Linked DNA regions of Mus musculus: all the other regions are linked to region 7. The links are chromatin contacts, called in public Micro-C and promoter capture Hi-C maps. All regions are on one chromosome and are shown on one strand. The core of a region is the stretch at or near the end of the contact, and the rest is flanking DNA. Distances in the headings are between cores, read along the strand shown. Region 1 holds the start of Lonrf2 (LON peptidase N-terminal domain and ring finger 2). Region 2 has its middle 30 kb from the start of Il1rl1. Region 3 holds the start of Slc9a4 (solute carrier family 9 (sodium/hydrogen exchanger), member 4). Region 4 overlaps Il1r1 (interleukin 1 receptor, type I). Region 5 holds the start of Il1rl2 (interleukin 1 receptor-like 2). Region 6 overlaps Il18r1 (interleukin 18 receptor 1). Region 7 holds the start of D930019O06Rik (a long non-coding RNA gene).

The links. Promoter capture Hi-C pulls out the DNA fragments that hold promoters and counts their contacts. A called contact is a pair of places that touch in the nucleus more often than the background predicts.
Region 1: a promoter capture Hi-C map of hippocampal neurons shows a contact between it and region 7, with 5 times the contacts expected there. The contact joins the promoter of Lonrf2 here to the promoter of D930019O06Rik in region 7.
Region 2: a promoter capture Hi-C map of the HPC-7 cell line shows a contact between it and region 7, with 2.8 times the contacts expected there. The contact joins the enhancer-like site here to the promoter of D930019O06Rik in region 7. A contact is called at or near these places in 17 of 39 promoter capture datasets (the 3T3-L1 cell line, 3T3-L1-derived adipocytes, the C10 cell line and 11 more) and 1 of 115 datasets of contacts at active chromatin or transcription factors (craniofacial prominence).
Region 3: a contact with region 7 is called in a promoter capture Hi-C map of hematopoietic stem and progenitor cells, with 4 times the contacts expected there. The contact joins the promoter of Slc9a4 here to the promoter of D930019O06Rik in region 7. A contact is called at or near these places in 11 of 39 promoter capture datasets (the 3T3-L1 cell line, 3T3-L1-derived adipocytes, the HPC-7 cell line and 7 more) and 2 of 9 other capture datasets (adipose tissue and liver).
Region 4: a contact with region 7 is called in a Micro-C map of embryonic stem cells, with 4 times the contacts expected there. The contact joins the enhancer-like site here to the promoter of D930019O06Rik in region 7. A contact is called at or near these places in 7 of 39 promoter capture datasets (3T3-L1-derived adipocytes, frontonasal cranial neural crest, hippocampal neurons and 3 more), 1 of 484 Hi-C or Micro-C datasets (embryonic stem cells), 1 of 115 datasets of contacts at active chromatin or transcription factors (embryonic stem cells) and 1 of 9 other capture datasets (embryonic stem cells).
Region 5: a contact with region 7 is called in a promoter capture Hi-C map of embryonic stem cells, with 4 times the contacts expected there. The contact joins the promoter of Il1rl2 here to the promoter of D930019O06Rik in region 7. A contact is called at or near these places in 21 of 39 promoter capture datasets (the 3T3-L1 cell line, 3T3-L1-derived adipocytes, the C10 cell line and 13 more), 1 of 115 datasets of contacts at active chromatin or transcription factors (bone marrow-derived macrophages) and 2 of 9 other capture datasets (adipose tissue and embryonic stem cells).
Region 6: a contact with region 7 is called in a promoter capture Hi-C map of the HPC-7 cell line, with 4 times the contacts expected there. The contact joins the enhancer-like site here to the promoter of D930019O06Rik in region 7. A contact is called at or near these places in 10 of 39 promoter capture datasets (the 3T3-L1 cell line, 3T3-L1-derived adipocytes, the C10 cell line and 6 more) and 2 of 9 other capture datasets (adipose tissue and liver).

What each region holds. Positions count from the first base shown.
Region 1 is chr1:38,835,306-38,838,017 of GRCm38.p6, forward strand. Lonrf2 (LON peptidase N-terminal domain and ring finger 2) reads right to left here and starts at 1,382. Exons shown (of 12, transcript NM_001029878.2): 1 at 466-1,382. The coding sequence starts at 1,123.
Region 2 is chr1:40,408,756-40,411,455 of GRCm38.p6, forward strand. It overlaps a transcript of Il1rl1 not described here. Among named protein-coding and RNA genes, the nearest start is that of Il1rl1, 30 kb to the right of the region's middle. Within about 2 kb of position 1,331, at least 27 of the 459 cell types and tissues checked have an H3K27ac peak or open chromatin away from gene starts, as enhancers often do. A contact at or near this core is called in the HPC-7 cell line, where this site is marked.
Region 3 is chr1:40,578,814-40,581,513 of GRCm38.p6, forward strand. Slc9a4 (solute carrier family 9 (sodium/hydrogen exchanger), member 4) reads left to right here and starts at 1,414. Exons shown (of 12, transcript NM_177084.3): 1 at 1,414-1,958. The coding sequence starts at 1,703. Gm35801 (predicted gene, 35801) reads right to left here and starts at 1,849. Exons shown (of 2, transcript NR_168311.1): 1 at 1,643-1,849.
Region 4 is chr1:40,302,167-40,304,866 of GRCm38.p6, forward strand. Il1r1 (interleukin 1 receptor, type I) reads left to right here. Exons shown (of 11, transcript NM_001123382.1): 8 at 112-263. Among named protein-coding and RNA genes, the nearest start is that of Il1rl2, 21 kb to the right of the region's middle. Within about 2 kb of position 1,270, at least 9 of the 459 cell types and tissues checked have an H3K27ac peak or open chromatin away from gene starts, as enhancers often do. A contact at or near this core is called in embryonic stem cells, where this site is marked.
Region 5 is chr1:40,323,251-40,326,083 of GRCm38.p6, forward strand. It overlaps Il1rl2 (interleukin 1 receptor-like 2), which reads left to right and starts at 1,339. Exons shown (of 11, transcript NM_001356478.1): 1 at 1,339-1,499.
Region 6 is chr1:40,478,323-40,481,022 of GRCm38.p6, forward strand. Il18r1 (interleukin 18 receptor 1) reads left to right here. Exons shown (of 11, transcript NM_008365.2): 4 at 63-228; 5 at 2,600-2,700. Among named protein-coding and RNA genes, the nearest start is that of Il18r1, 14 kb to the left of the region's middle. Within about 2 kb of position 1,334, at least 45 of the 459 cell types and tissues checked have an H3K27ac peak or open chromatin away from gene starts, as enhancers often do. A contact at or near this core is called in the HPC-7 cell line and hematopoietic stem and progenitor cells, where this site is marked.
Region 7 is chr1:39,650,164-39,652,881 of GRCm38.p6, forward strand. It overlaps D930019O06Rik (a long non-coding RNA gene), which reads left to right and starts at 1,305. Exons shown (of 2, transcript XR_001778897.2): 1 at 1,305-2,106. It overlaps Creg2 (cellular repressor of E1A-stimulated genes 2), which reads right to left and starts at 1,019. Exons shown (of 4, transcript NM_170597.4): 1 at 343-1,019. The coding sequence starts at 777.

The sequences.
Region 1 (2,712 bases), core at 132-2,631, 810 kb before region 7:
AAGACATTTTGCATGAGACCGCTCCCATCTTCTTCAACATCTAAACACAGGTGAAGGTCTTCAAATGAAAATGTCCTGCCTGACCTTGACCTCTGGAGTGCAGTGAATGGGGGGAAAAAACCACAACAGACCATAAAAAATAAATAAAATAAAAATAAAGTAAAAGATTGATCTTTTAAATACATAAGACACATAAGGATACAGAGTGAAACCACTGTTAAAATAAAATATCATTGGCTTCTGGTCACTCTGCTCAACATATCTACCATAAGACTCATTACACTACGCGGCTTACGCTACACTGCTTTACAGAATGCACTGCAGCCCTGGGAAAGCCACAGCGCGGTGCACCTGTTGTATGACACTGGCCACCCTGCAGGGTGAGGCTGTACACCTTACTACCGCTGAAATTAAAAGGCCACCGGCCACCGCCCAGCCCCGTGGTCACCCTCGAGGCTGACTCACCCATGTCCAGGGCCTGCTGGCACCTGAGCAGCGCGGCCTCGGGCTGCTGCTGGCGATGCAGCCCCCGCGCCTGGCACGCCAGCCTGCGCAGGCGACACTCGGCAGGGAAGCACCTCTCCAGCAGCCCGCTCAGCATCACGTTCACGCGCCGGGCCTGCGCCCGCACCGGCACCTGCTCCACGCAGCGCTTGCACACCGTGAGCCCGCTGGACAACGTCACCGGCTTGTAGAGCAGCCGCCCGCAGCGCGGACAGCCCAGCAGGTCGCGCGGCGCCACGGGCCCCGGGGCCCCGGACGCGCAGCCGCTGGGCCTCGCCGCCACAGGCGGCCGTTTCTCGCGCAGGCCCAGGGCGCGCGCCAGGCCGCTCGCCAGCTCCGAGAGCTCTCCCGGCTGCAGCGGGCCGAGCAGCGCAGCGCCGCGGAACGCGCCGATGGCCTCGGGCAGGCGGCCTGCGCGGGCCAGCGCTTCCCCCAGCTGCAAGCACAGGCCGCGCTCCGGCTGCGCCAGGCCGGCCAGCAGCGAGCGGAAGAGCTCGGCCGCCACTTCGTAGTCGCCAGCGAGGAAGGCCGCGGAGCCCTGTCCCTGGGGCTCCTCCGGGGGCTCCTCGAGGCTGCGGCGCACGCCCTGCGGCTCCGGAGGCGCGGGCTCGGGACTCATGGTGCAGAGACGGGGATTCTTGGCAGCCGGAGCGCGGCTTCTGCCCTCTTCACCGTCAGCCACGCGCGTCGGCGGACCGGGTGCTGCCAGCCGTGGGGACCACGCGAGACGGGCCCGGAGGAAGCGCAGCGCAGCGCACGCGGCCCAGCCCCGGCTCGTGCGAGGCGCCGTGCGCGTCCCAGTGCGCGCCCCAGTGGCTCACGTCAGCCAAGTGACCGTGGGAGCGTGGCGACCACCTCACAGCGCCGGCGTCCTGATTGAACCTTTTTTTTTTTTTTTTCTGCTCCCCGCAGGCGGCCCCGCGCGTGTGCGTGCGCATGCTCTTCCCGCCGCTGCGGAGTCGTTGCGCAGGCTGGAGCTGAGCATCCCAGTGTCCTCGTGACCCTCCACCCAGCTCTCCTGCATTTAGGTACCTGCTGCTTCCGCAAGGCCATGCTGCATAGATGACCCTAGGCTTCTAGAAGGCAAAGAAGGCAAAGTTTCCAAGCCCTTAGATCATCCCTAAGATAATAAGGTCGTGCAAAAGACATCCAGTGCTCCCCAGAGACACAAGAATCCAGACAATGAAGATTATTTACATACATACATATAAATTATCCAGTTTACATTAGACGTTTTGGAATACAAATGAAACCACAATAATAAACAGATTGGAAGTCATATGGAGCTGGAAGAAAGGACATGCATACAATGTTACGTGAGGAAATCCTTAGGGGTGATACATCTTCATTCTGGTGATGGTCTTGATACCAGGCAGGTGAGCAGTCAGACAAAGGTAACCAAGGAAACTGACTCCTGATGGTTGGGAAGCCCCTCTGTAGTTAAATACTCTGGAAACTGCAAATAGTTTATTGTCACTTAACAAAAACCGAAGCACGCGGATATTTCCCATGCACAAGCAGATAATATGAAAGCGCTTAAGTTCAAACTTCAAAAAATGAAAGCAATGTTGTCTTGATGAGGTCCACTGGGGTAGCAAGAGCTGATTCACTGTCTCTGTGGATTAAAAAATAAAAAATAAAAAAGGCAGGGAAAGCCAGAGATCTCAGGCCCAGCCAGGTTCCCTTGAAGGCAAAAGCAGGTGCATACCTCGAAGCCCAGAAAGAAACAGACTCCTAGTGGGTGGGATCCGGACTCTAGAATCTGAGTTTGTCTGGCAAACCTTCAGGTCTGTGGGTAGGACTAGGTCTTCTACCTCAGAAGCGTCTGGTTTGTGTTATTGCAGGGGATTCGATAATCCCAACAAAGAAAGGGAAGTGGGTATTAAAAAATGGAGCTAAGCTGAGTTTCACTCTTCCCACCCCCTGATCATCTTCCTTGCCTGCTGTAAAGCCTGCAGGGACCCCTCCACAAGACTAGAGCAGAGAGTACATGGATAGTGAAGTCTCATTGGTCCATCTGCAGCTTCAGTAACTCATGGCTTCTCCTACTTCTCTGCCTCCCTGGACAACAGGCAGACTGTCTTATTGATCTGGTAATAACTTGGGGCATGATTCCAAAAGGGTGAGGGATTCCTTTTAAAAATGCCATGCTTCTATTAATCAACCAGAGTCTTTGACTTATCAAGCACCTAGTTAGTTCATAAGTCT
Region 2 (2,700 bases), core at 81-2,580, 760 kb after region 7:
AATAGAGACCCAAATATTCATTTCTGAGGACTGTAGATTTATTATCTTACCTGAATTGGGTTGTCATCTTCTACTAATCTTAATCATAAGACATGGCCAAATTCTGAAAAATCTGTTACACTCCAGACATACTCTTTGGGGAGAATTAGTCCAGTTTCTCCCTAGTAGTCTGGACAGTCACTCCTGGGAGCAAAGTCACTCCTTTCTTAGCTGGTTAACATCTAGTTCAGTGGAATACTTATATACCTGACAGAAGTTCTCCATTTGGAATAAATACATGTAGGTGGCAAGTCTTTTATTAATGGGAATAAGATGTAGACAAGTAGTTCATGGGTCCCTGTGGATGATGATGGGTTGTGTCATTCTTTTTTTTTTTTCCCTCCTGGCTTTATCAGAAACTGTACCACATGTCGGAGGCAGATGCAGAATCTATGATATAGGATGGTGTATCCCGTCCCTTGGGACTCAGCTATTCGTGGGTGTGAGGGGGACTGCAAACCTGGAAGAAAATGGGATGGAAGAGAAATAAAAGCCGAAGACCAAGTAGATTGTTTCCTATCAAGGTCTCCGTTTATTTGGCTGAGACGCCGGATTTTAAAGCATACATCGAGGGGAATAGGGAGGGGTGGAGGGGGAATTAACAGAGAACAAAGAAGTAGGCATCTGCTAACATGAGGGCAGAAGTCAGGCTCCAGGTGGTGGGCACTCTGTGTCTTATCTCTGGAACATAGATCCTCCTTAACAGCCTTGGGTATCAGGCTGGGCTCAGCGCATAACTCATGTCCTTGGATGTCATAAGAGTCAGGAAAAGATAAGGAAGAGGGGACTATAATTCAGCTTTTTTAGCCTGAGGTGCCAGGAAGGGAACAGGGAGAAGGGAGTGATGACCCACTCCTAGCACGAGACCATTTGGCTTGTCAGGGTGGGAGATTGTGAAGGGCTTGCTTTCTCATGGTATGGTCTCTAACAATGGTGATGCAGAATCAATCCATGTGGGATGGTGATGCAGAATCCATGTGGGATGGTGATGCAGAATCCATGTGGGATGGTGATGCAGAATCCATGTAGGATACGGATGCTGAATATACAGCCTTTTGAAGAATCTGCCCCAGGCCTCAGGCTCTTGCCACTTTTCCATATTCTAACTCTATCTTTCACAGTCCAATTCATTTTTTTTTGTTTTTTTGTTTTTTTTTTTTTTTTTGGCAAGCTACTCCAGGAAGGTGGGGGGCATGGAAGGCTAGTGGCTTCTGTGAGCATGGGCTCACTGTTGCACTTCTTTCTTTGTAAAGCAAGTTCCTTTTTCAGGAGCAATGCTGTGTGGAATAGTAAGATGGGGAAATAGGACATCCTGTTAAGCCTGTGTGGTTATTTTGGCTGAAGCATTACACACAGGTCAGGCAAAGCAACATAAAGAATAACTGGGCCAGTGAAGACAAAATGTCACACTTCTCTTCATGGAAGTAGGCAAAGTTAGTTAACATGACACCAGGCTGCTGGCTAGGCACCTGGGACATACTGCCACGTTGGCTGCTCAGCATTGGTCTCTGCTCTCTGTCTGTGTTACTGGCTGTACGCATTGCTTTCAACCCGGCTGCCATAGCTACTTTGTTCCTAGGCTCACTAGGAAATGACAGAGATTGTCAGGGAAGGGGTTGATAACAGTCACCTGGAACCCAAGTAACTTTATATCCTCTGATCATTAGGAGAGATGTACCATTGTACATTCCCCCCAAATGTCTTTCTTATCAATTTTCCAATCATTCTTTTAAGGCTCCGATGGCTGGTTATTGCTGATATATAATCACACCTCTGATCATGTTCCGGGGGAACAGAGTAAGAGATGGGTAGCACCTCAGAGTTCTACAGTTCTGTAAGGGGAAAGTCCTCCATGGTATACCTCTCTCCTCCAGTCCACACCTTTAAAAAGGTTCCACTACCTCTTCATACTGCTGCCAATCTACTGTAACTGGCATCTCCGGTGGAGCATTTTTTAACAATAGCATGTCCTTGTTTGTTTGTTATTTGATTTAGGCCCATTTCTCATAATAGACAGTCAGTGGCTCGTCTTGAGGGAAGAGGCCATGGCTTTTGTTTTTGTTGTTTCCAGTACTGTTCTTGTTGTAGTGCATGCAGCTAAGCATGTTAACCAAACTGAGAATACATTTGTAGAGAGAATAAACAAACCTCAGCCACCAACTGAAAAGGACCTTCACAGGGCTTCCTAACCAGTGGACCTCACTTATTAGTTCATGGAATGGAGAAGACAGAAATATCAAACAGCTATAAGTATCCTCTTGAGGAAATTGTCATGTTGGAGAAATAGGAAAGACCCTTAAATGTCTCTACAGGCTAGCTAAGTTCCTGTCCTATGGTGGTCGCTGTCATGGACGCTTCTACTCCTTGGTTTGTTCTTTAAACCCCAGTGAGACAAGTATTGCTATAATTCTTATTTTTTCAAATAGGAGAATGGAGGTTTACAGATGTTGAATAACTATATTAGGGTGATATAGTTACTAAGTGACTGGGCATGATTTGATCTGTGGAATACTGGATTCGACTGGAATAACTGGGCTGAAAACATGGTAAGTTTTTTTTTTTTTTGACAGATACTATTTTGGGACGAAGAGAAAGAGGAAATGGAGGATGCTGAACCACATTTTTCCTATTTGTGTGCAGCAGTGATCCCTTAAGTAATCT
Region 3 (2,700 bases), core at 164-2,663, 930 kb after region 7:
GACACACGCTTACCTATCTGCTTGATGCTTTCCTTTGTCTAAGATAGCCCCTGTATGTCCAATGAAATTCATAGTTACATCAAATGCTACCTAGTGGCTATTTGTAAAACTAACCCATCCCTCTGACCATGCTGTTGTTGTTCTATTTACGTTCCATGCTGTTACTTTCTATCTTCTGTCTTAAAGGATTTCCAGGCTGGAGAGATAGCTCAGGGGTTAAGAGCACTGACTGCTCTTCCAGAGGTCCTGAGTTCAAATCCCAGCAACCATATGGTGACTCACAACCATCTGTAATGGGATCTGATGCCCTCTTCTGTTGTGTCTGTAGACAGCTATAGTGTACTCATATACATAAAATAAATAGTCTTTAAAAAAATAATTTCCATTTGTAAGTGGATCAAAAGGTGGTTTTGTAAGGTGCAATTGACAAGGAAGGGAGATGACGTGGTAAAGTTCAAAGTGATGCTGTGGCCTCAAGCAGAGCTCGTTAGTTGTTTTTACATCCTTGCTTCAGTTGTCTTTAGAAAAATACACATTAAATCTGTAGGCAATTTGGGCCTTTTGAAGTTCCTTCTCTCCCCTCCTCCTCTTCCTCCTCCTTCTCCTCCTCCTCTTCTTCTCAATTTTATTTACTGTCCTATCTGCTCCACTGGCCCAATGCAACTACCCACTTCCAGATAAAGAACCTTTGACAAAATCCATTCTGGACCTCATAGCTAGGCTGTGTAGACACTTCTTTTGTACAGACAGAGCACAATGGCACAATGGTTAGCTACTGGGTTTGAGTATTTGAGAACATTTTTCCAACTGAGTTTTCAGACACATTCATGAAGTTTCTCATTTTGGTTTCTTCCCTTTGAGAAACTCACTGTGGAGCTTAGAGAAAGCTGGAGCTTTGTTTCTTCCATAATTTATTGGCCAGGAAATCAAGTATTCATTATCTTCATTGCTTTGCCACTTCCTCCTCCCTTGTCTGTGAAGACAGTCTTATGGGTCTTCCAGGACAGTGCTATTTCGTCCTCATGGCCTGGCGCAATTCCTAACAGCTCTTCATCCTCAAAAATACTTTGGTTTGAGCGCTAACCCAACAGACAGCAACTTGGTCCTTATCAGCCACAAAGGCTGATATGTTGCAGGTGCCCACTAGGTGTCAGTAGTGTAGCCTGCCAAGAACCTTCGGAACAAGCATTTCATTACAAAAGTCAAATCAAAGCAAATAATTAAAGTGTGGTTCAAAAGCTACCTGCGGCTTTGACCGGTTCAAAACAGGTGAGACAGAATCTCGGGAGGTGAGGAGGCTCAGGTGTGGGACAGGTGGCTCCTTCCTGGGATCCAACAGGGCAGAAAGGAATCCTTTCCTTATAAAGGACTTCAGTGTTTCTCGGAATGAGTCTCTTCCCAATTTACACTCACAAGATGAAGCCAGTGTTCAGAGAATGAGGAAACAGTTTCGAATGAAGAGGGATTGATTTCTCTTTATAGATATCTCTTTGAGCCCAGAACTGAGCTGCCTGAACACAGTAGATTTTAAGAAGATTTGAAAGGACGCACCTGCAGAGTCATCGCACCGGACCTCTTTGGAAATGACTTCTGGATTGCAAATAGATTGCCTCTCGGTCAGATAGTGCAGCTGGAAACTCACCTGTGCCGCAGAGGCGTGGCATACATCAGGACCCAGGTGCGAAGTCAGAGTCGCACAGGCATGGGTCCTGCAATGTTTATGGCTTTTCGTTTATGGAACTGGTTACTACTGCTGGCGGTCCTTACACGTTCCGAAGCAACATCGTATGTTAATGAGTCCTCCAATCCCACTGCCCAGCAGGCACCTGATGCTCGGTTTGCTGCTTCTAGCTCAGACCCCGATGAAGGGATATCTGTTTTTGAACTGGATTATGACTATGTTCAAATCCCTTATGAAGTCACCCTCTGGATACTGCTCGCATCTCTTGCCAAGATAGGTAAGTCCTCTAGCACAGGTTGAGGGAGGATTGTTTCTTACCTGAGTTGTCATGTATGAACATCTCTTACATGACAGACTACGATGAGTTAAGTAGACAGTAACTGCTACTTGTAGTGCGCATTTCCCTGAAGTGTGGCTGTTTAATGTTTCAGGATTGTGTTTGAAATTTAAACGCATACTTCCAGGTCCTGCATGGTTTTGACTTCATATTTCAAAAAGATAACCATGTGTTTTCTTTGTCATATAAAAATCTTATGCTATATGTTTAAAAGAATATAAAATGTAAAGTGTACAGTATTCAGGAAATACTGAAGACTACATAACATTCCCCTTCCCCCCCCTTTTTATTAGGTATTTTCTTCATTTACATTTCAAATGCTATCCTGAAAGTCCCCTATACCTTCCCCCAACCCTGCTCCCCTACCCACCCACTCCCACTTCTTGGCCCTGGTGTTCCCCTGTAGATAACATTTATTTTCTAACATAGTCTTTTACTCATTCCTAGCCACAGAACTGTAATTTTGTTAGTTGGGAGACATCTCTAGCAGTTTGCTTACACAGATATTATACAACAAAAATAATTAAAGTCACTTCTGACTTTGCAAGTTCTTTTTCTTCTTAGAATATTATGGGAACTGTTCCTGGAAACATCTGGAAGAATAACATTGAAATGAAATGGAATCTTCCACTTCTGGGGATGGGATGTTGTTTCTTTGCATTTCCCTTTGAAACACTGGAAT
Region 4 (2,700 bases), core at 20-2,519, 650 kb after region 7:
ATGTATGATACAAATAAAGCAGTTAACTGGGCCTGCAGGTCTGATTCTGTGTTGAAGCATCTTGCCAACTCTGTTGTATTAACCCCCTCCTCACCCCCTTCTCTTGAACAGTGTGGAACATCCTTCAACCAAAAGAAAATACACACTCATTACAACACTTAACATTTCAGAAGTTAAAAGCCAGTTTTATCGCTATCCGTTTATCTGTGTTGTTAAGAACACAAATATTTTTGAGTCGGCGCATGTGCAGTTAATATACCCAGGTAAGTATCAAAGGCTTACTTAAAAACTGCCTAGCCTGGTGGACTCCAGTGTGCTTTCCTTTGCCTGGAACACCCCTCACCCCTTCTTCAGCAATAACTTCCTATCTGTTTTGCTTCTTGTCCTGAATTCTCTGATCTTTCTATCCCACTCTGCCTGCCTCTGTCTGGGTACCACTTCGGAGGCATCCTGTATCCCAGGCACAGGAACCCTTCTTAGTTTCTTTGGCTAGGATACTACCTATTTCACTCTGTTGTTGCTGTTCTCCTCCTCCTCCTCCTCCTCCTCCTCCTCCTCCTCCTCCTCCTCCTCTTCCTCCTCTTCCTCTCCTGTTCTTCCTCCTCCTCTTCTTCTGCTTCTTCTCCTCTTCCTCCTCCTCTTCTTCTTCCTGGCTGATAGCTACCTATATTTGCTTCATTGCAAGCACGTCATGAATATGTTTAAACACATGACCAAACAAGATGGCTATACACAGAAAGCATAAATACTCCGCTTATAACAAGGAACCCTGAGATCACTGGTTTTTGAGAGTTGGTATAGTCCAAAAACCTGAGAATGATTGTGAAATATTGTTAAATACTAAACAATACTAAAGCTGACTAAGAAAAGCAGGACATAGGAGGAGAGAGTTGGAATCTTCTGGATGGAGATAGTGTGAGTACAAGACATAGCTACTAGTGTCTCCCAGCTTATGGCCAATCTGCCAGGATTCACCATAGGAGAAATTAGATTTAATAAGGCTTACAAGATGAGGATTCTAGTTGTTGTTCCCAGAGATTGAGTTACCATTGTTTCTGAACTAAGTTTGTGTGGTGTTTTTCTTCTTTTAATGACTTGGCTGGGTTTCAGAGAGAAAGGTACAACAGCAAAGTGTGGGTTTGCCTGATGTGCATCACAAAGGCCATGGGGGATTGGAAGCATGGGGCCAGCATGATAACAACCGCCAGTGGGAACTTAGTGTGCTGGGTGGAGAGACTTTGGAGTTTTGAGTCAGAGAGTCTCCAGGAGATAAGAACAGGCCGTGCCACCAGTTCATAGCTGGCCAGCCCGCCAGGGCAAAGAGTAGCTGGGTATAGCATGGGAACTTGCCAGTCCTTTTTAATATTTCCTGCACCAGGTGGTAAACCAAAGTGTTGGGTACGAATCCACTAGAAATTTAAGATTAGTAGCCTGAGAGTTAAAGTTTCATCTTCTAAGTGAGAGAAAGGTAGCACTAGATTAGTCACATGATCCAAGCGCGGGGTGGGGGGGTAAGGGGTGGGGACACTGAAACTAAGCAGGCCCTGAGGTTCCCCGCTGTGGGGAATTGCAAGCTGCCTTGAGTTAGATAGAAGAATGAAGTTGCCTACATTGTAAGGCAGAGGGATTGAACTGTGAATTTAAAATTGGGAGTATTTGCTTTTAGGATAGATTTATATACAGATTCTGTCCAAATCACATGGGGAATTTCGTCTGTGGTTTGGAACTAGGATAGGGAAAATTAGTCACAGTAGAGAGAGCAGTGATAATCATTGCCTGCTTTGATCAGGTATTAATTATCAATGTCTGTGGCTCCAGGTAGAGAGAGCAACAGATAGATATTATACATTATATTATAGGTATTAATAATGTCTATGGCTCTAGGCAGCGAGCTGAACAGAAAGATGGTATTGCTCTAATACGTCTAATACGTCTTACAGGATACTCAAATTCTGTCTTACATGGGCTCCACGGGAATTCTGGGTATAAATTCTGCTTTGACTAGCTGCCTGCTTATAAGCAGAAACAAGTGTGAATTGATTGTTTTAAAGATGGTATAAACACACATTGCTCTAATATGCCTCACAGGATACTCAAATTCTGTCTAACGTGGGCTCCATGGGAATTCTTGGTTATTATGCTGCCTGGCAAAATAGAAAAGGCCTAAGAATAGGCACATACAGTATTTTAGTTTACTTCATGTGTTTTGGATTGTTTTAACTTTCAAAATGGGTGTGATGAGTTTTGTGGTTATTTTACTCCTCTGGGAGAGAGGTCGATATAAAGGATTTTCTGGTTACTGGCTCAAGGATATGCTGATTTGGGAGAAAGGTCTTGTCTTTGTGTTTTTAGAAAAGGTGATTAGTGCTGGGCGTGGTAGCACACGCCTTTAATCCCAGCACTCGGGAGGCAAAAGCAAGTGGATTTCTGAGGCCAGCCTGGTCTACAAAGTGAGTTCCAGGACAGCCAGGGCTACACAGAGAAACTCTGTCTCAAAAAAACCAACCCCCCCCCCCCAAAAAAAAAGGTGATTAGTGTCTATATACCTTCCAGAGTAATTTGGATCAGATTTGATAGAGGGAAACCTCCAGAGAACTAGATTCCAGAGAATCAAACAAAAAAGTTATCTTGATGATGCTAAATTTTGTTTTGAGATTTGTATATTACAGCCTTGGTGAGTCTCCTCATCGGACATGATGA
Region 5 (2,833 bases), core at 89-2,588, 670 kb after region 7:
CTCTTCAGCTCTATGTGCACCTGGTTTGAAAACCTGTGCTGTTCCCTTAGTGCTTTGCGCTTTAGGCTGTCTTTAGTGGTAAGGGTACCAATTCCGGGGTGAGGAGGAATTAGTGTGAGATTATATTTTTCCTGATTTAAACATTGTAATATCTTTTAATTTTGCCTATAATAATGGCAGCCATTGTATTGTCGTTCCCAGGCCCCATGTGATCTAGCCACACCTACTTCCATACTTCAGTTTACCCAGCTCTCCCCTCTGCTGTGTGGCAATCACTCTCCCTTCATTTCAGTTTTTTTTTTTGGAGTGTCCCAAACTCGGTCCTTCAGAGACTTTGTACTGACGGTTCATTCTGTAGGGATGTAAATGGCTGTTGCAGAAGATCAGACTTTGGTCCCCAGAACCCATATCAGGTAACTCACAAACACCTGTAATTCCAGCTCCAAGGGAGCCGACACCCTCTTCTGGACCCTATGGTCACCTGCAGTCACATGCACATAGCCAGTGCAGATGCACACACATAATTAAACATAGTAAAAATAAAACGTAAAAAGTAGAAAGAGAGAGCTCTTGCCCCAGACATCTACCTGTTGGGCTCCAGGCCACTGCTCAGGAGAAAGGCTGTGCCTTATCATATTCTTTCCACCTGTCTCCTAACTGTATTTCATATCTTATGTGCTTCCTAATAGTTGAATATCTCTTTTAAAAAAATGTTATTTACCAGAAAATCATGGTGGCAAGCTGTTGAAGGGCTCATGTCTCTAAGCTGTCTTCCCAACACTCAGTGTGCCATCGGACACATTCGGATGCCTTTAATATTTGGCAAGAACATGGGGCATCAGAATCCTTCTCTAGAGAATGGTGTCATGGAATAATCAGTCAGAGGTTTGCCAACGCAGACGAGGGCACACCTACCTAATGATCCAGGAGCTTCTCTCAGACGTGTAAGAGACATTGCCAGGATTGTCGCGGCAACATTATGTATAATAATTAGCAAAACGTAAAAAAAATGGGACAACCAAAATGGCTAAGGGAGAGAGACACGTCGGTTGCTCATGCTCACAGGATGGGGCAAGCCTTTATTGAGAAGGACCACACCTCAAATGTTTAAATCCCGCAAGTATAATGCTTTTATTAAAAAGTAAGTTATGTAAGTGCACAGTATAGTAAATTTTATACAGTGACTAGGAAATCTTATGTAAGAATATCTTACATTGCTTAAGGAATTTCCTGCTTCTCCCTCTCTGCTCTCCACCCCCACACACCACTCAGACACACACAAAGGGAGGGGGAGGGGAGAGAATAAGCACCAAGCTGAAGACTGGGAGTTTGGGTTTGGGCGGACAGAGACCGGAAGCTGGGAGATGATGGCTTCTGATGTTTGTTGCTTACGCGACACAGCTTGTTTGGAATTATGTGGCCCTTGACAACTGCGTGGCACACACTTCAAGATACAAAAGTGAGAAGAAGAGGGGGGTCACCAGAGGAGACTGAAGTCAGTAAGTTTCTACCAAAGCTGGGTTTCTTCTGGCCACTCCAAACAAAGCTGAAATTGTCCTTCAGACCTCTGTGAGTACAGTCTCAGTTCCTTCCGTAGTTCTCTGGGAGGTTCTGCGTGCACACACGTGATAGTTTTGTGTTTTTATTTTTAAAACTTCAATCAGTTTTGTCTTAATTTTATATATTACTGGGGTTTGGTGCGCACTAATTGAACCCAGCTTCTTTTCACCGGCTTCATCCACCCACCCCTGTAATCTCTCTTCTACATCTTAGCTTCCTGTTTGTTTAATTTCCGTATAGGTAGGACGTTTCTTCTGTTTCTCATTCCGCTTAACGTCGTGGTTTTTGTTTTTGTTTTCCCTGAAAACTCACTATCCCCATATCTGTTCTGTATCCAGAACTAATGATTGATTCCTCATGCATCAGCAGACTTACTCAACACAGAGATCATCCCAGAATTGTAAGGCAGAGTGCTTCTGCCAAGGGACAGTACTCGGACAGACACGTGTACATCTTAACTTTGTGAACCTGGGACAGCTAGTCAGACTGACGCTGTGGTTGTTTTCAAAGTCTTACAGTTTCTAATCCACAAAGACTCCGAGGGATGCCCACTAAGAAGCTGTTGGTCTGACAGCGTTTGCCGCCACTGCTCTTCTCAGTGCCTAGTGGGGTCTCCAGTGTCTCTGGCGCAGGAAGACAGGTCCGAGCAAGCATTACTTTATGGCAAGTTTAGACTGACTGTATCGGTGCTCAACCTGTCGGGAGTCTGCTTTACCTAAGATCTGGCACGAGGACGGGGCTGGGGTGGGGTTAATGCCTTTTCTCAGAAGCGCTTCCACCTCTGGAATAGTCCATTTTAGGACAGTGCTGGGTGTGTAAGAACCGCTCAGATAGTGTTTGGAAAGGATATAATAATTTTTAGCGATGATCTGGAGCATATTTAAGCCGACATTCCTGATAGATGAACGTGCTGGCCTGGGATCAGGAAAAAAAGACTGAACGATTTTCGAAGGACGGATTATTTCTGTCCTGCTCCACTTGGGGAAGGTGAGTCTGTTCCGCCCGCGGCGGAGAAGCGATGCCCAAGGTGCAGAGTGCGGTGACCAACCAGGATTCGGTCCCCAGAGTGGTTCCCGCTCTGCTCCACGAGACCCAGCGCTCTGAGACCCCATAGGCAGGTGGAGCAAGCCCGGGGCAGCCGGAGCGGAGGGAGTTAGCGATCAATAGTCACTGGGGCGGCTAGAAGACTCCGACCTGGAAAGTGGGCCGGGACTTGGGTCAAACTCTGGGATTCCTGCTCTCCCTTGCCCTTTCCAGGTGGGCCAGCACTTAC
Region 6 (2,700 bases), core at 84-2,583, 830 kb after region 7:
TTAGAAGTAGTTGCAGAATCTCTTTACTTGTTATAAAATCCCTCTGTACCTTTGTTTCTTAGAAATGATCGTCGCAATTGGACCTTAAATGTCACCAAAAGAAACAAACACAGCTGTTTCTCTGACAAGCTCGTGACAAGCAGAGATGTTGAAGTTAACAAATCTCTGCATATCACTTGTAAGAATCCTAACTATGAAGAGCTGATCCAGGACACATGGCTGTATAAGGTAACATGTTGACAATATCTCCACTTAAGGCTCAATAAGAAAGATAACATTCCATGTGGAGAATATGAAGACTGTGGACCATTTTGGCCTCCACTAAAACAAGTGGTCCAAGTCCACATGGCTTGCTTGCTTGGCCTGTGTGAGAAAGTGTTCCATATGGGTATTATAAAGAGCTAATGTATGCAATGTGGGTAGCGTGGTAGTCGGTGTTCAGTACACAGCGACTGCTTCTACTCTTCTTCTTTCATTGTCCTTCTATTTAACTAATCTCTCAGCTGTGCTTCTTTTGTCACCAGGTGAACATCTGTCCTTAGAAGTAGTGTGTTCTGTTGCCTGCCTTTTTTTTTTCTCTCTCTAACTGAAGCGATGTGATGATTACTCATCCATACCTTATTCTGAACAACCTTCTTTCAAACCTGAGCTGCATTTTGTATGAACTTAATTTAACCTAATGGACCTCATTCTGTTTAGACATGTGTAACTTTCCTAGGTCCTTCAGTTATTTACAGATTATAATGGATGATTTTGTATAGATCCTTGGGTGATTTATGATTAATACTATAATAATGTGGTTAATTGTTCAAGGAAATCCCCACATATAGGCTGACTGGAGCAGAGAGAGGCTAATTGATTACCCTACTCTCTACCTGCTTTCATCACGTTTCCCTAACATGAGAAATAATACTTTTGGGAGGTTAAACATTTGACATCAAGCATTTCAAAAACTTGGTATGTCTCCCTGTCGTTCTCGTAACGACTCTAAGTTAAATGTGGGGACTGCGTCCTAATAGAGCTTCTTTTGGGAATAGCCTGTGTGGTTTCTGTTTGCCTCCTTGGTGGGCCTTTCCCTTAGTAAGTTGTAAGAGCTTTTTAAGAAGATGCTATGGAGGAGACGTTCACACTTGAATTCCATGTTTAGCATGTATAAAACAGTATATACATTCACTTTCATGCACACATGTAACATGACCTGTATCATATCTGTGGAAGAGGAAACCTGAACTGCTGACTCTGTCAAAAGCCGAACAGCAGAACTTGTGGAAGCCAAGCCACTGGCGGTTTCCTTGGGGCGTGTTTGTAGCTCTTTCTGTCATGTCTTGATATGCGAGGTGTCAGGGGAACTTCCTATCTGAAATGTTTTCAAAACATATGACTCAGGCTTGAGTTTACCTGCCTTCTTTTCCTGTTAAATATACACATTTTGCAGTACATGTAAATTAGGGAGTCTTGGTTTCTGCGTTTTAAAGAAAGCCCCAATACACAAATACCTAAATTTAGGAAATGCATATTTCTGGGTCTGTGTGTGGCTGAGCAGCTGACCAGAAGGTCAAGCATGCGCAGACTGTGAGCTGTCTGTGATCTTCCTGAGGTACAAGGCAGGTGAATTAGGAAATGTCTGATTGGAACCAAAAATGAAGACCTCTAGCATTTTGTATATGTTAAAAAGAATTTGCTTGGGTTTATAAAATGCTCCTTATACTCAGAAACACTTTGCAGATATGAGGCACACATGGGCACTTTGCAAGATATTTGGATAACTGCCTGGGTCTAGCTACAGAGGCCACCAGAAATGGCCAGCAAAAGGCAAAGTCTATAAGCATTAGGTTCTCCTTGTTATTGGAATGTGGAAGAACAGAGACACATGGTCAAAGTTAGTGTTTCAGATCTCCTTTTTCTGATAGTTCCCACATTGGCCAGGACCTACCACAGGCTGATTGAGTGCTGATTTGGAGACCGTGGCTTTATTATGTTATTATTGGTTACTGTGACATGTGGAGAGAAAAAGAAAGATTGAAGTATGCCCATGGGTCTGGCCATCTATACCTTTTGGTACAGGACATCAAGAATCCAGAGCAGGCACTCTCTACTTAGTCCTCTGAGTCATTCTGCCCGTATTCCCTTTGACCCTCCCCTTACACACAGAACTGGAACCAAAGTATGTCATGTAGTAGAGGTGTGTTTCATGGATAGTCTTCACCTAAGCAGTTATTTTGTTATTTAGTATTCTGTCTCTGTTTCTGTTGCTCTCTCTCTCTCTCTCTCTCTCTCTCTCTCTCTCTCTCTCTCCCTCTCTCTCTCTCTGTCTGTCTCTCTCTCTCTCTCTCTCTCTCTCTCTCTCTCTCTGTATGTGTGTGAACACCAGGTGATGGGGTGGTAAGAGCCCTCTCTTCATCCATGGCAATGGTAACAGGGTGCTTTACTGCTCTAGTGGAAGCAAGGGTGAGTTGCTGGGACACATACTTAGGGATTGCTGGTCATCTGTTGTGTTTCCCTTTGTCTCTAAAGATCTTAAGCATTAGGGATGTGAACAATTAAAACTATGCTGCCTTTAGTGTCTTAAAGTATTTTTAACTTGCCTTGACAAAACCAGAACTGTAAGGAAATATCCAAAACCCCAAGGATCCTGAAGGATGCCGAGTTTGGAGATGAGGGCTACTACTCCTGCGTGTTTTCTGTCCACCATAATGGGAC
Region 7 (2,718 bases), core at 55-2,554:
TGCAGGACTGTCGGAGCCTGCAGGGAGCTGGGAGCTGGATGCGCCTCATCTGTGATTCCAAAAGCGATCCTGCCTACGTTCCAGGTTTCCAGCTTGTCACTGTTTATCTGATCATCTCTTTGGCCATTTTAGTACACAGGGATTCAATCACTAACCACGAGACTGTTTCCCAGCTTCTCCTTCCTCCCCACTCACATGCACTTGGCCAGATGGACCGACCCATGCACACGCTGGTTCCGTTATTCACAGGGCATTCACAGCCTATGAACCTGTGAAACCGGAGTCGCCCTGCGTCCTGGAAGGGAGACGCGCACCGCCCCCGCGTCCCGACCTCTGGCTTACCTTTTCGTGGGTGGACACAGTGGCCAGACAGCCCCAGGAGCTAGCGTGGGCTAGGGAGCGGGCGGTGCCGGCATGCACCCTGGGGCCAGGGGATGCCTCAGATGAGCCGCTCTCCCGCCGGTAGGAGAACATGCCACGCGCGGCCGGTGCGGGCCTGGCGCGGGCGGAGCCCCGAGGTCGCAGGTGCGTGTCCTCCTTGTGCGCCGAGGCCGGAAAGCTCTGCTGCCAGATGCTACTCGAGTCCTCCAGCAGCGCGGGCAGCGCCTCCTCAGTGGATGCACTGTCCAGCTCCTCATCTACCTCGTTGGTGACAGCCCAGGACACGGAGCTCACGATCACGTAGCCGGCGGCTGGGGACAACAGGGCGCTGCAGCATAGCAACCAGGACAGGCGACTCCCTGGCCAAGCAGGACGCTCCCTGCCGGACAGCGACATCTTCTTGGAGGCGACGCGCCCTGTGGCGGGGACCACTGACCAAGCAGCGGCCAGCCAGGGGCGCCCCCCTGCGGCGGAGCGTGCGTCGGAACCCTTCTCCTCGTGATAGGATTCCCGGGTTGAGGGTCTCCAATCAGTCCGGGGGCCGGGGTTCCCTATTGCCTTACACTCCCGTAAGAAGCGAAGTCTGCTGCACGACCAGAGTCCCCTGCGTCCACCGCCGCTGCTGGGCGCAGAGTCCACGCGTGTCTTGGTTTTCCGCAGGATGGCAAGCGTTTTGCAGCCAGAGGGTGGGCGTTCACAGCTCAGGCTCAATGCACTCCTCCGCTCGTCAGCTGTGCGACTCTACCAAGCTGATTAACTTCTCTGAGCCAACAAGAAGGGCATCACCAGGCTCAGTTATTGCACCCCATCACCTCCGCAGAACCGGGAACCACAATACACCCACATCTTCCATCACTCACCCAGTCAGCAGTGTCCTGCGGTTAGCGACACAGACTAATAGAACTTTATTGTTGTTGGGTGTTTTGTTTTGTTTTTTGTTTTTTGTTTTTTTTTTTTGTTTTTTTGTTTTTGTTTTTGTTTTTTTTCGAGACGGGGTTTCTCTGTATATCCCTGGCTGTCCTGGAACTCACTCTGTAGACCAGGCTAGCCTCGAACTCAGAAATCTGCCTGCCTCTGCCTCCCAAATGCTGGGATTAAAGGCGTGTGCCACCTCTGCCCGGCTTAATAGCGTATTTTAAAAACCATCTTGTTCCAGTAAGAAGTTTAATAGATATCAAAATAACTTCAAAGTAATTATAATTTCTTACCTGTTCTTATGATATCCAGTCTTTGTCCCACCATGGAATATTTTCTATCGCTTATATTCCTAAAATGCAAGAGTCCTGCACTAACTGGTTCTATAAGAAAGTATCTTGAAATGGGATTTGAGTTTTTCCTACATGTCTTCACTGTGCCCTGCTGTGAAACTCCTGTGACTCTTCCTGGATGCCTGGATGTCAGCTGTGAACACAGCTGGTCTCTTTCTCTTTGCATGGGAACTTCTTGTCTCTCCCTGGATGCCCCTGGCTGCTCTTTCTCTCTCTCTCCCCTCCCCACCCCCCACCCCACAACCCCTTCTCTGCTCTCCGTCTGCTTTGAAACATTGATGGTGTCTTCAGTTTCTCCCCAAGACATCTTGTTTACTCTCATGGCTTCTGCTGTTATCGGCTGCTGCTCTCTCCCCAGCTTCACAGACCCTCTTATCCCCTGTTTAGGGGAAAGATGTGTTCCATGGTCTTGAGAGGCACAATGGGGAGTCATGGAAATACTACACACTGCAGCCAGGTATGATGGCACACACCTGTTATCTATCCTAGCACTCGACAGGTGGAGGCAGGAGATTCAGGAGTTCAAGGTCAGACTTAGCTAGGTAAGCAAATTTGAGACCAGCCTAGACTACATGAGACACCACCTCAAGATCCACCATAAAAACCAACAACTCCTCCTCCCTGAAATACAAATTAAAAATAATCCAGATCTTGTCCTATCATGTTCTGATTGTGGGATAGTGGCATGTCACTGTTGCCTCTACAAAATGGGGACGGTTACATCTCCCCCACCGGGGTTTGGGTGTCAAGCCTGACATCTCTAGTTTCAGGGGAGAGCTTATCCTCAGAGGAAAAAGACGATGAATGTTTCAACCTCAGGAAAGGAAAAGGGATTGAACTGATATGTCAGTGTGGGGAGAGGACCTGCAGATGGTAATCTCAGTTCCTCTGTGGCTCTCACGGCAGGATCAATCCACCTTCTCTTTCCTCATGCCTGAGTTGGCCAGCTATGGCAGAGGCATGTGCCTCCTCTGCTGGAATGAGTTCAGCTGTAGAACCTCAGAGGAGTCCCACAGATCTCTTTTATTTCTATGGGTATCGAGATGTTGTATTGTAAAAGCTAGAGAGG